Regions from separate parts of the Mus musculus genome. Here region 2 is linked to region 1. A link is a contact called in public Hi-C data. All regions are on one chromosome and are shown on one strand. Each heading gives the region's core, a stretch centred on a gene start, on an enhancer-like site or on the middle of the called end of the contact. The rest is flanking DNA. Distances are from core to core; before and after follow the strand shown.

The links. Hi-C and Micro-C count contacts between places; a contact is called where the count stands out from the background.
Region 2: a contact with region 1 is called in a Hi-C map of cardiomyocytes, with 2.9 times the contacts expected there. The contact joins two enhancer-like sites. A contact is called at or near these places in 3 of 484 Hi-C or Micro-C datasets (astrocytes, cardiomyocytes and myocytes), 3 of 115 datasets of contacts at active chromatin or transcription factors (cardiomyocytes, embryonic stem cells and heart atrium) and 1 of 9 other capture datasets (embryonic stem cells).

The regions. Positions count from the first base shown.
Region 1 is chr17:9,893,091-9,899,396 of GRCm38.p6, forward strand. The region is part of intron 1 of Gm34799 (a long non-coding RNA gene); the gene reads right to left. Among named protein-coding and RNA genes, the nearest start is that of Gm34799, 11 kb to the right of the region's middle. Within about 2 kb of position 2,306, at least 62 of the 459 cell types and tissues checked have an H3K27ac peak or open chromatin away from gene starts, as enhancers often do. A contact at or near this core is called in cardiomyocytes, heart atrium and myocytes, where this site is marked.
Region 2 is chr17:10,387,860-10,394,165 of GRCm38.p6, forward strand. No RefSeq gene overlaps it. Among named protein-coding and RNA genes, the nearest start is that of Gm39565, 19 kb to the left of the region's middle. Within about 2 kb of position 2,777, at least 107 of the 459 cell types and tissues checked have an H3K27ac peak or open chromatin away from gene starts, as enhancers often do. A contact at or near this core is called in cardiomyocytes, heart atrium and myocytes, where this site is marked.

The DNA.
Region 1 (6,306 bases), core at 1,056-3,555:
TAGGTCATACATCGAAGCATCTTCATTGATACAGGAAGTAGAAAGCCACAATAGAGAAATGGCCAGACTGGGTCAGGCAAGGGAGCTTAGAGACTAAAATACAATCTGAGCAGTCAAAGCTGTGCGAATATTTCAAACAGAAACCAAGCAGAAATAGCACCTTCCCGTGACATTTCCCGTGCCTTCTAGGGAGAATCTCCCCGTTATTGTTATCAAGCTTGCAAAGTGATTATGTGCCTAGCCATAGCCCCCGAGGAAGAAGACATTTTAAGTAGGAAGCCATCAGGATCGTGAACACAGTGGTGCCTTCTTGACTTTCTCGGAGGAGCTGGGCCCCACAGCTGGGTGACAGTGCCCTCCTATACACAGAATAAGGACTTGGTTCCCCGTGAGCTCAAAACATGGACAATTCTTAAGCCATGTTTACCAAAACTTCACGTTGCTAAAGAATGTGCTGGGGCACTAAGGAGAAATGATCTTCATAAAACCCGGATGGCTCCAAATCTGATGTAAAGTATCAAGAAAGCAAGAACACACAAAAAGTAAACAAAAAAAAACACCAACAGGTAATTTTAAAAAAGAATACTGGAAAAAGATAAAAGTCCACAGCCAAACAAATTGAGAGAAAAGTGTTAGTTGAAAATGGTTTCACTTGGCCAACCCTGAGAAGCTCAAATACGTTAAAAAGCTACACTTCATTATACTGGATCCACCATTTCTAGCATTTACCTATAAGAAAACCCTTTTATTCAAGACTACTATCAACATAAAGAATAATTTCCTAGGAATCACTAATGAACCAAATGAAGGATGATCGGTTTAAATGGACCTATGTTTTTCTTTCTCAGAAAGCTTTCAAAAGGAAGGGATATGTTTTTGAACCAACAATCCAGATTATATTGATTTGTACCGTCCACTGAAGCCAGCCACACACTTTTTACGACATTGGTTGTGCTTGCTGCCTGCTGAACTCCAGTCTTTGGGAGGGGTCTTTGGCTCCAGCGCGAAGGCAAGCCCCCAACACTTCCAGCAGGGGGCTCTGTCCCCCAGCACAGACTATGAAATGCTAGAAGACAGTTCAAGGTTAAGATGGCTACACAAATAACAAGCCAGTCACATAGCCTGGCCACTAGGACAGTGCAGCATAAATGTGTGGTCATGGTTCAGGAATGTTACCATGAGGATAATCTGTGACAAAATCTTATTATTAGGTCTTATCCTGTGCGCTATTTTATATCTAACCAAGCGAATCCAAAGGGGTGGGTGTGGTAATACACAAGGAAGCAAAGAGTATTTTTTATGAAATAACATCAAAAGATAGGCCTCACATTAAAAATACTGAGAGATTTAATGATTTTCCTAAATGGTTGATAACTCACAAGTGCCAGTTTTCCATTAAAGAAACTAATGTAGGAAAGAGAAAACGTGAGAGTAAAGTTAGAGGTAAATGGAAATGAATTAGTTCTCCTGAGATGACAGACTGAACTTTGCGAAACCGATTTCTACAATTAGGGTGATGGTGGTGGTTGGAGGAAGCTGTATTCTGGTAGACATGTGATCTAGATGACTTTTTCCTCAAATACTTTTATCTTCACCCCCCCACTCTTTCTCCCCTGCAAAATCAAAAGCCCTTTACTTACAGTTTGAATTGTAACTAAATAAAAATATTTGGTTCAGAGTTTGGGAGGCACCACTCTGAGCAAGAATGATTAGAAAGAAAGTAAGTAGCCATGCCAGCCCAAAGCTGCAAAGTAGAAAGTTCACACAGGCCGCTTCTCGTTCTTGCTTTATTTCAGAGGATGATAGCTTCTAGAAGGGGCTCACATCCCCACTGGGAGAGAGACTGCCACCAGACAGGTGCAAGTGGCTAATGAATGATGACATTTGCAAGAGAGTGGAACAACTTATTCCCTTCCCAGCCCTAAGAGGCTTTACGTGTAATGCACAAAACACAGGCGCGAGACGCAAGTCATGAGGGGAGGCTGTCAGGCGGGTGCCATTCCTCTATTGAAACACCATAACTCTGTCTATAAATAAAACAAATAGTCTACGCTCAAGTTTCCAGTTGATCCTGTGCTGAAGATTCTAAGAATGTGAATCGCTTTGTCCACACTAAATATCAACATTACGTGAAGATGCCATTGTCTCTTTCTTGGGTTGTATTTGTACTGACTTTTCATATTCTCGGAGTGAGCCCTGGGTGCTTGCCATGAACTACTAGCAGAGGTCAAGGGTGGAGAGAACACTGTGTAATGTAAGTACTCAGTCTCCTACAAGGGCAACATTCACTGGGGCTCATTCTCAGCCCCGCCTCTTCCCTGGGAATGTGATTTCAACAGAGGCCAGGAGAGGAACGTTCACTCCCGCAGGCATACCTCGCCCAAGCAAGGCCACATGGGAGCTATTTCTAGCAGCTAATTACGAGGCACTCAAATAACAACACTGGATAAAGGGGAGAGATAGCCACAGAGCTCATGTGAAGAGCATGCTTGCCACTTGCCAGTCCCTAGCTGGGCAAACCCAGCTTGGAGGTAGGGGTGCAGTAGAGGGAACGCGACCAAGCATAAGTCTTTCAAGTTTACAGCACCGTGGTAGTAACTGTGGGCTCAAAGCAAGCAACTGTTCCGCACAGTCAGTCCAGCTCACACATTGCAAATAGAAAGTGCTCTAAATATCAGCCCAACAGACATGCTGGCAAAATTTGAGGGCACACTTCAGGTGACTACATGTAGGACCCACCATTCCTGGCTCCGAGGTGGCAGAGTGACACAGCTCAAGGCTTCAGGGTGCGGAGCTACTGTGTCACGTGGGCAAATGGTTCTTGGAATCAGGTCCATACGCAGCTCAGAGAAGCCCAGAGGGGCCTAGGATGGGCAGATCCAAGCGACTAGACAGGTTTACACACTCCAGGTCCAGGGCACTTTGTTAAAACACAAAATAACGTGACTAAGTAAGGATTGTGCACTCAGTCTTGCTTGAACTCTGTCTCTCAGCATGAATTAGGATTTGTTTAAACATGTGGCTAAAGGCATTTGGGGGTTGTTAACCTCCTCCACGAGCAAAGTAATTGTGCATTTAAATTTTAAGACTCTTAAAAATAACCAGCCTGGTCTACAAAGTGAGTTCCAGGACAGCCAGGGCTATACAGAGAAACCCTCTCTCGAAAACCAAAAAATAAAAATAAAATTCCTGGGAACACTCTGCAAGAGTGTAGGGGTGTGACCATGAATTTTAGCTGTTTAACATAACTGAGACTTGTGTGCTCAGTGACATTTCGAAACCCACCCCATATTTTTACTCTTTCTTAGGCCTTGGAGTTTTGTTTGTGACTTCATTCTCCCCACCTCCGACCCCACTCCCCACCCCACTACTTCCTTTATTCTTATGGCTTTATCATTTCTGGCTCAGAACCTTCACAGTGAACACCTGGGACACACAGCAAAAGAAGTCTCTGGATCAAGAAAGGAAGGACAGAAGGGACAGGAAGAGGCCCCAGGGCCTTCTTTATATCCTAGACGGATTCTGTTTCCAGAAGTAACACACAGAAGCCCCAAGCCTCTGGAGCCGACATCATCTTTTCTCTTATTGCCATGCAAAAATGGAATTTCTTCTCAGGGCCCCAAGTCATAAGCCTCCGTGTGGCCATATGAACTTCAAAGCATTTAAATTTCTTATGGATTTTACATGATTAAATGTGTGCAGCCTACTGAATATTGCATACGAGAGTAAAGAAAGACATTCTACTGAGAGAAACATCCATGATGGTTTGGGGTACGCTATCAAGAAATTGGTTAGGGCAGTAAAGCCTGGACATGACGCTTTTTAAATTCTTTAGTTTATAATTTGGATCATGGTTGCTGCTGACATGGAAAAAATGCACAGGAATCTTTCTCTAAATTATGGGCATTTTAGTTATGTTAACCTGAAAAACTGTAAATTCCAACTTGGTTATTTATTATCCGTGCTACTGGACCTGTTCTGTCATTTCAGACAAAAGGTTGAAGGTAAATAATTCTGTCACTTTTATCTTTGTGCCTCTGGGGCTGTCCTTGACTCTTAAATACACTGTGTGCTAGGGGGGGAGGGGTGCAGGATTGCAAAGGTCCTGAGCATGCCCAAACCACACATCCCGTTTTCAATCTGAGTACACTGCAAATACAGGATCAACAGTTTGGTGACTCTCAACAATTTTAGAACAATTTGATCCAAGTATAAACCTGTCAAAAGCTTGGAAGATGTTCTAATCATCTATGTGCCACAAGAAAAAGAAAAAGGTGGCCACAAAAAAAAAAAAAAAGGATTAAAATAAACTTTAAAAACAAACAAAAACAAAAACAAACAAACAAGAACAGTTAACTAGTTAAGTGCCATAGAATTAGTGGTTAATAAAATGTCAAAAAAATATTGTTGGAAGGAACAAACCAAAAACCGAAACAGCTAAAAATGAATTTGTGAAGAAGAAAGTCAAAACTAGATAATTAGATAGACCTGGTTGGAAACTCTTCCTACCACACTTCCTCATTATTTTAGCTGCAGGGTAGATCAGTAGTAAAACTGCACCATTCCAGGCAAGGACCCAACTGTCAAAAATGAAACAGGGACCAAAGGATTGAATTATACCCGCTTTACTCTAGAGTGGTCCAATAGCCTGAGAAAATCGTAAGGGAAACCACAAGCACTGGTGGACAAGTGAGTGATTGGCGTGTCGCTTCACTTCCAAGTGGTCAGCAGTGGAAGCCTTTGGGAAGGACAGGCACTGAGAGGGACGCGCTCTGGAAACAGACTCTTCAGGCTTTCAGCCTCTGAACGTGGACACGAGGGGTACATCTGCTTGACTCTTCTCCTGCCTCTGGCTGCTCACATGGCCAACACTGCATCTTCCAATCTCCATATAAGGACTCTCTACAAACAGACATGTCTGGTTAAGTGCTGAGAATGAAGGTGGGAGCTGCCGGCTGCTGATTCCCCTCTGTGGGCCGGTCCTGAGTGCCTGATGGTTTTATGTAAATGCAATTTGTCCAACGCAATTCCAAAGGGCAGGGGTGGGGGGACCCACGGTAATGACTACTGACTGAGGGTGTTCTGCTGCTGTCTTTTGGCTCTGTAAATCAGCTGTCTATCTAGAAAACTCCAATACACAAAAAGTAACTGTGGAGGGTGGTGCTGGAAATTGTGGTTTGACCGTTCTGAGACTGGGGGTTACTCAGTAGAAACCCCTTGGTCAGAGTAGACTGGATTCACAGCAACGTCAAAGTGGATTAGCGTCACTACGTGAACTGGGGTTAAAGTGCCTGGCCTTAGAATAGAATAGTGCCCATCAACTGTTCTCTCAGTCTATGGGGGGACCACAGAGGCTGCTTAATGCTATAGCAAGTGAACATGTGGGTTGGTTGGTCGGTTGGTTGTTTCTAAGATCTATTTATTTTCATTTACATGAGAGATTTTCCCTAGGGTATGTCCGTGTACCATGTGTATACAGTGGTATTGGATCCTCTAGAACTGTAGTTACAGATGGTTGTGAGCTGCCATGTAGGTGCTAGGATTCGAACTCTGGTCCTCTGGAAGAGCAGCCAGTGCTCTTAGCCACTCATCCATCTCTCCAGCCCAAAGCATGCAATTTGGTGGTGTGTGGCTCAGCTTGGGATTTGATCTCATAAAGTCCAATGGAACCTAGATGGTGTTGCAACTGTTGATGGGCTAATGAGTCAGGGGTACCACTGTTCCCCAACTGCCCCGCCCAGACATCACTGTTCTCTTACAGGACTTCACCTCCATCAACCATACATATGTGTCTGACCTACATCCTGACCATGCTATCCCTATGGAAAACCCTCAGAAAACTCCAGCATTTCATCTACAGGGAGAAATATAACCAACCCTAATGAAACTTTTCTAGCCTGTGCTCAGCTAAGGGTCCAGGCTCTTCAACCTCAGCTCACTGTGCTGAACTTACTCCAAAGTCTGAGAACTTCTGCTCATGCCATGCCACGAACTCAGTGTCACCTCATAAAGTCGCGGATCACCAGGCACTTCTTCCCCTCTGCCATAAGTCCCCACCTTTCCTACTTCTAAATGTCACCCTCCTTTCCCCTGGTATTAGATACAATTAATCTCACCTGCCTGCTTCTTGAAGCCTTCTAACCACATGGAGAGGCTGAGTGTGAGGAGCTCCCATTATGTACCGAGGTCTAGAGTACATCACAGTAATCTCATGGTCATTGCATGTCCATTGGCAGGTAGACCATGCTCTTTGATAGGCAGGGACAATTGTTTACTTTTCCCTGTGCTCCACAGCTCATACACAGA
Region 2 (6,306 bases), core at 1,527-4,026, 500 kb after region 1:
CCATTCCTCTGTTGAGGGGCATCTGGGTTCTTTCCAGCTTCTGGCTATTATAAATAAGGCTGCTGTGAACATAGTGGAGCATGTGTTCTTATTACCAGTTGGAACACCTTCTGGGTATATGCCCAGGAGTGGTATTGCTGGGTCCTCAGGTAGTACTATGTCCAATTTTCTGAGGAACCGCCAGACTGATTTCCAGAGTGGTTGTACAAGCTTGCAATCCCACCAGCAATGGAGGAGTATTCCTCTTTCTCCACATCCTTGCCAGCATCTGCTGTCACCTGAATTTTTGATCTTAGCCATTCTAACTGGTGTGAGGTGGAATCTCAGGGTTGTTTTGATTTGCATTTCCCTGATGATTAAGGATGCTGAACAGTTTTTCAAGTGATTCTCAGCCCTTCGGTATTCCTTAGTTGAGAATTCTTTGTTTAGCTCTGTACCCCATTTTTTAATGGCGTTCTTTGAATTTCTGGAGTTCAGCTTCTTGAGCCCTTAGGAGATCTTCAGGACGTCCTAGAGAAAGACGTTAGGGTTAGGGAAGTGGTTCTCGACCTATGGGCTGTGACCCCACTAGGGTCACACATCAGGAATCCTGCTATGAGATATTTACATCATCATTCATAACAGTAGCTAAATTACAATTATGAAGTAGCAATGAAGTAATTTTATGGTTGAGGGGTCACCACAATATGAGGAACTGTATTAAAGGGTCACAGGTTGAGAGCCACTGATGTAGGGGATCTGAAAATCCCTTGAAATTGTACAATGTGTGTGCCTTGTTGCCTACCAGCAGGGGTATCATTCTATGGTGTCTTTCATCCTGATGACAGCTGCCCTCCAGGGAGTACATTAACATGGAGGGCTTTTTGCTTTGTAGTGCTTATCGCCAGGCAGAAAAGCCAAAGGGAAGCTTATCAGGACCCTGTGGGAATGAGTATTCTCATTAAAGAAGGTGACCTGTGGGAGAGAGGGCTTGACTTCTCTTCTTTGTCAGACACCACCCTTACACTGATGCCCAGTGTGGTCAAAGCCCTTGCAGAGCACACAGAGGGTAGACCAAGAAGCAGGAAGGCACCCAGACCTTTCTCTTCATGGATCACCAGGGTTACCGGCCAGTGACCATTCACTTTAACCTATGGGATACAGATGTCTGATTCCTTAAGCACTGCAGTGTTCTTGAGGCGGGCACCAGAGAGTTATCTCTACACGACTCTCACTCCAAAGATTACAGATGTCTGTGGGTGTTGTTAGATGTTGGTCGATTGATGGATGGACACACAAAGAATCCATGCACAAGACCTCTAGGTCAAGGGTCCAGGCTGAGAAGGCCTGCCAGGCCTCTGGTGGGCGTTGCCGAATTGGGTTATGTGTTGTGCTCACTGCTCAGCCTCTGCCAGGAATAGGAAGGAGGCATGGATGCCCGAGTACATGGGCCTTGGGATGTTATATTAGGTGTCTGGACTCATTGTTGAAGGACAGAGAGATCCTGCCCTCCTTAGCACGAATATGAGGGTGAGTGGGCTTTGTTGACAGACATGCCAACACTGGGTGACTTGTAGTTTTGAGACAGGGTCTGAAACTACGTCCATGCTTAGGTTAGAAATCACGTGGTGATCAATGAGGCATCTGTGGCTAGTGAGGCACAGACATACTTACTTCAGTTACTTATTCTTCCTACATCTGCCTTCCAATCAGGAAGCTCATCGCACACGCGCAGACACACACACACGCACACGCACACGCACGCACGCGCACGCGCACACACACGCGCACGCGCACACACAGAAGCAGAAGCTGTTCCCTTGGCCACACACCCCTTGTTAAAGGCTTAGCTCCTTTTGATACAGGCTGTTCAAATACCACCCTCTGAGGCAGGGAGACCCCCGAGATCTTGGGAAAGGCCTTCCCATCCACGTGTGGACGAGCTCTTCCTCAGACAGCACAGACAAATGTCTATCATGTGCAATACGAAGGAGTGTGGCGTGCATGCGGTGTGGTGCAGGCTCAGCTCCAGCTCTGGAGTTTTTAGAATTGGCTGTGTACACCGTGTGTTGGGGGCAGTGGGTGTGGCTAGTCTTCTCCCCTTTGATTGGATGGTCTTGATGAAGGTCACATCCAGGCTCCAGGATGCTCAGCTTGTCTGGAAGGCTGCAGTCCAAGCACAAGGTATAGGAAAAGGTCCACTGGTAAAATACTCGGGGACTGTAAAACTGGAGGCCCAGCCTGCTAGGAGTCAGGCTGCTCCGTGTGAAAAGAGAACTCTAGATTAGGTTAACTGGCTTGAGAGAGAGCCTATGGCCTACCTGTTTCCAGTGACCATAAGCCTCATTTTCCCTGAGCTGGTGCCAGTTCGTAATCTGTGGCCTCTATTTTGTGGTCTGAGGGTCAGCTGTGCCTTTGTCTCTGGACCCTCTGGAGCCTGCAGGCTCTCCTGGGGCAGCTGTGTGCCCAGATCCAGTGGCTGGGGCCAGGGTGGAAGTCGGCTGACTGGCCAGCTTGAAGCGAAGCAGGAGGCACTTTTGACTCACTGGATGTGGTTGAAGGACATGACCTTCCTGTGGGTCTTTCTTTTGGGAAAGGAAGTCTTTGGAAGTTTGTAGCAACTGAATAAATCCTGTCCCTTTGATAAGCGGGGCTCCCCGTTTGGAGGGCCGTGGAGAAAGCGCCATACTTCCTCCCATTGTTTCGGCTGATTAAGTTCCAGAGTGTGTCACTTGATAACTCATTCCTGGGGAGCTGTGGTAGAGTGAAGGCCCAGGCAGGAACTGGAGCACTTCAGCCTGCAGGCCCACACGCCTGAGTCCAGCGCAGGCCTGGTTATTCTTGGAAGTTATTTTGATCCGCTGGCCTTGCTCGGGTTCAGGTTTCCGAGAGCCCAGCCCCAGGGTTGGAGAAGCTGAGAATGAAGCAGTCCATTGTAATAATAGACTTCTGCTTGCTGAGGAGGAGGTGCTCCGAGGGTTTTGGAGGCCCCTGCGTGCTCCATGACGTCCCCCTACCATGTGACCTGTGGCACCCTGCAGCATGTGCCTCATCCCTGTATCAGCCACTTGGGATGTGGTCAGGCTGGAGCCAAGCTGCCATGATTGTGGGACGGCCTCCATCAGCCAGAAAATCTGGCAGCTCCAGAGAGCAGAAGTGACTCAGGGAGACTGACAGCAGAGAGGGAGGAAAGGCTCCCCAGAGCTCTGGCACAGTGAAGGATGCTCTCCTTACTGAACAGCTGAGAGCGAGCGAAGAGGCTCCAATCCGGGAAGCTGCAGTTCCTGGGTGGGGACAGCTGTTCTGTACTTCCAGATACCCACCCAAGCAAGCCTCACTTTTTTTAAAGCAATTCTTTTCTTTCTTTTTTCCCTTCCCTTCTCCCTCTTGCTTCTTCCCCCTCCCCCGCCCCGGCTCGCTCCGGGTTTGCTCTCTCTGGTCCCCAAGCCTAACTTTTAACTTTAAAGTCTGAATAATTTTTGGTGTTGCTGTCGTCATTTTTACTAGGTGGTATAAGTGACCCTAGCCTGGTGGCCCAAATGGCAGAAATATACTGCCTTGCCATCGGTGTTTTGGAAGTTGGTGGTCTGAGGCCATGGTTGTCAGGGTGACTTGTTCCTAGTCTGAATGGGGGAATCTGCCACTGTGGACCAGCGACCAGTTCCTGGTGGCGACTGACATCCTGCTGTTCCTCAGCATGTAGAAACACAACGCGCCATCTCTGCCTTCACCTCACTAAGTTTTCCTTCTTTTAAAGGGACACAGTCACAGGGATGGTCATTGTTCTCTAGTAGGACCCACCCCAACTTAGCTGACTACAGACATTCTCTGTTCTGAGCAGGTCTGTCTCAACAAGCCCACAGTCCAAGGTACAAGTCTGGTGGGGACCAATACTTTTACATGTGGATCCCGAGGGGTAGGGGTGGGAGTTGAACCTGTGACAGATGGAGACTATCTGGATTGCAGTAATTTGGAAAATTGTGACAAGCAAAAATCAAAGGAGTAAACCTTGTTCCTGCCACTCAGGCTACTGCAGTGAGTGCCATAGTGCACACACTTCTGGAAATGTGTCTTCAGATGGCACAGGATAGATATAATTCTGTTACCTGCTTCGCCTGATCTCTGCTTTTCAATTTTACAGATGTTTTCTTATCAATTCTTTTTTTGTTTGTTTGTTTGTTTTTTTGTTTTTGAGACAGGGTTTCTCTGTGCAGTCCTGGCTGTCCTGGAACTCACTGTGTAGACCAGGCTGGCCTTGAACTCAGAAATCCACCTACCTCTGCCTCCCAAGTGCTGGGATTAAAGGCGTACGCCACCACTGCCGGGCTGTTTTCTTATCAATACCTCATCCCTGTTCTTTTTTTTTTTTTTTTTAAAGATTTATTTATTTATTTTATTTATGTAAGTACACTGGAGCTGTTAGACACACCAGAAGAGGGCACCAGGTCTTATTACAGATGGTTGTGAGCCACCATGTAGTTGCTGGGAATTGAACTCAGGACATTTGGAAGAGCAGTCAGTGCTCTTAACTGCTGAGCCATTTCTCCAGCCCATCATCTGTGTTCTTAACAATGTCTTTGTTCTAAGAAAAATGGATCCAGGACTATTCCAGGCAACTGGTCTATTTCTACAACATGGAGACTAATTCTGGGCCAGATACATTGCCAGACACTCTACCCTCAAATCTGTCAGTCTTGTGACATTACTTCCCTAGTTCTTGGTCTCTCGTTGTTGCCTGTGAACTGAGGCTCGCAGCTAAGCTGCAAGTGCTTCAAAGTTAACCTCTTTTGGATAGCCAGCATTGCCGGCACACCTGAGTCAGGTACCAGGAGCTTTGCTTCAGCTGTATCAAGTCCTACTTACTCCTTGAGGTTCCCACCTAGCCTGGATGTGAGAGCTCACGCTGGAGACGATCCCTTGCCGCGCTGAGGTTTTTCTGCTGCGAACGTTTCTGATTGCTGAGGGGGAACTTGCCCTTCCTGGTGGCAGCTGGCGAGGGAGGGGAAGTAAGCAGGGTCAGCTGAGACCTGCCTGGGACTGCATGGTCTCAAGACACTCAGTTCTAAGAAGTCCTACGCTTGCATTCCCAGCACTCTTGGCCCGTTGATGATGTGATGGGCACATGTGCTCCACCACCCTTAGGCCTCCAAGCTCTGGTTCCTGGGTCAGCTGCGCTAGCTGTGCTTCCAGGGACGAACAGGGCTATCTCCTCCTGTGTGTGTGTGTGTGTGTGTGTGTGTGTGTGTGTGTGTGTGTGTGTGTGTGTGTGTATGTGTGTGTGTGTGTGTGTGTGTATGCTCATGTGCACGTGTCTGTACTTGTTTGTTCACGAGTGTGTGTGTGTGTGTGTGCATGCATGTGTGTCGCACACATAGAGACCAGAGACTCACATCAGGTGTCTTTCTCACTCCCTCTCACTGACATTGGAGCCCACTGATTTAGGTACACAACCCCAGAGCTCCTCCCGTCTCTGTCCTGCTGTGGTTTCAGAAGTTTGCTGTTGCTCTCGGTTTCCCTAGAGGTGCTGGCTTATCTGGCTCCTGTGCTTATACGGCACATTAATGGCAGAATTGTTGATTTTTAAAAACCACGTGTGTGCTCTTATATAACTTATCCGTCAAGCTTCAGAAAGCTCCCACAATCCCCTTCCCAGCTAATCACTGCCCATCCACAGTTCCCAGATAGACCAGAACTTTTTTCTTTGCTTTCTTTCTTCTCTCCTCCCTTCTTCCCCTCTCTTCCTTCATTTCTTCATTTCATCTCTTTAGACAGAGCCTCATTACAGAAGCCAGGTTGTTCTCAAACACCTGATTCTGCTGCCTCTGCCTCCCATGTGTTAGAACCACCGCCCTGGCCTCCTGCATCTTCTTTCTCCACATAGATTCTGTCTCTCCTGGAACCTAGTGTGGTTGGAATGAGCTGCATGCTCTCTCCTGCTCAGTACAGTTTTGGGGTCCATCTAGGATGAGCCCCACAGTCATCCCCACAGGCTTCTGGGACAGTCTTGTCCACTGGGTGGGTGAGGCTGTTTTGAGATGTGTCTGCAGTGGGGATGGGGGACGGGCAGCACAGTCTGTCTTTCTAGTGAACTGGCCTTGGTTGGTGGGAGGAGACAGAGCTCTGAGTGGCTGCGGTTAAGAGTGGGGAGAGCTTTGTACTGAGACCATCTTAGCTCAGACAGTTTGCATGTGATCAGTACAGAACCAGAAAGGGCTGCACAGCAGTCCACGACCTGGCTCTACATAGCCCAGCACCTATGCTCCTGGGCCTGCCCTGGTGGCGACTGAGAATCAAAGAAATCCCATACTGTTTTCCTCAGAGTGGCAT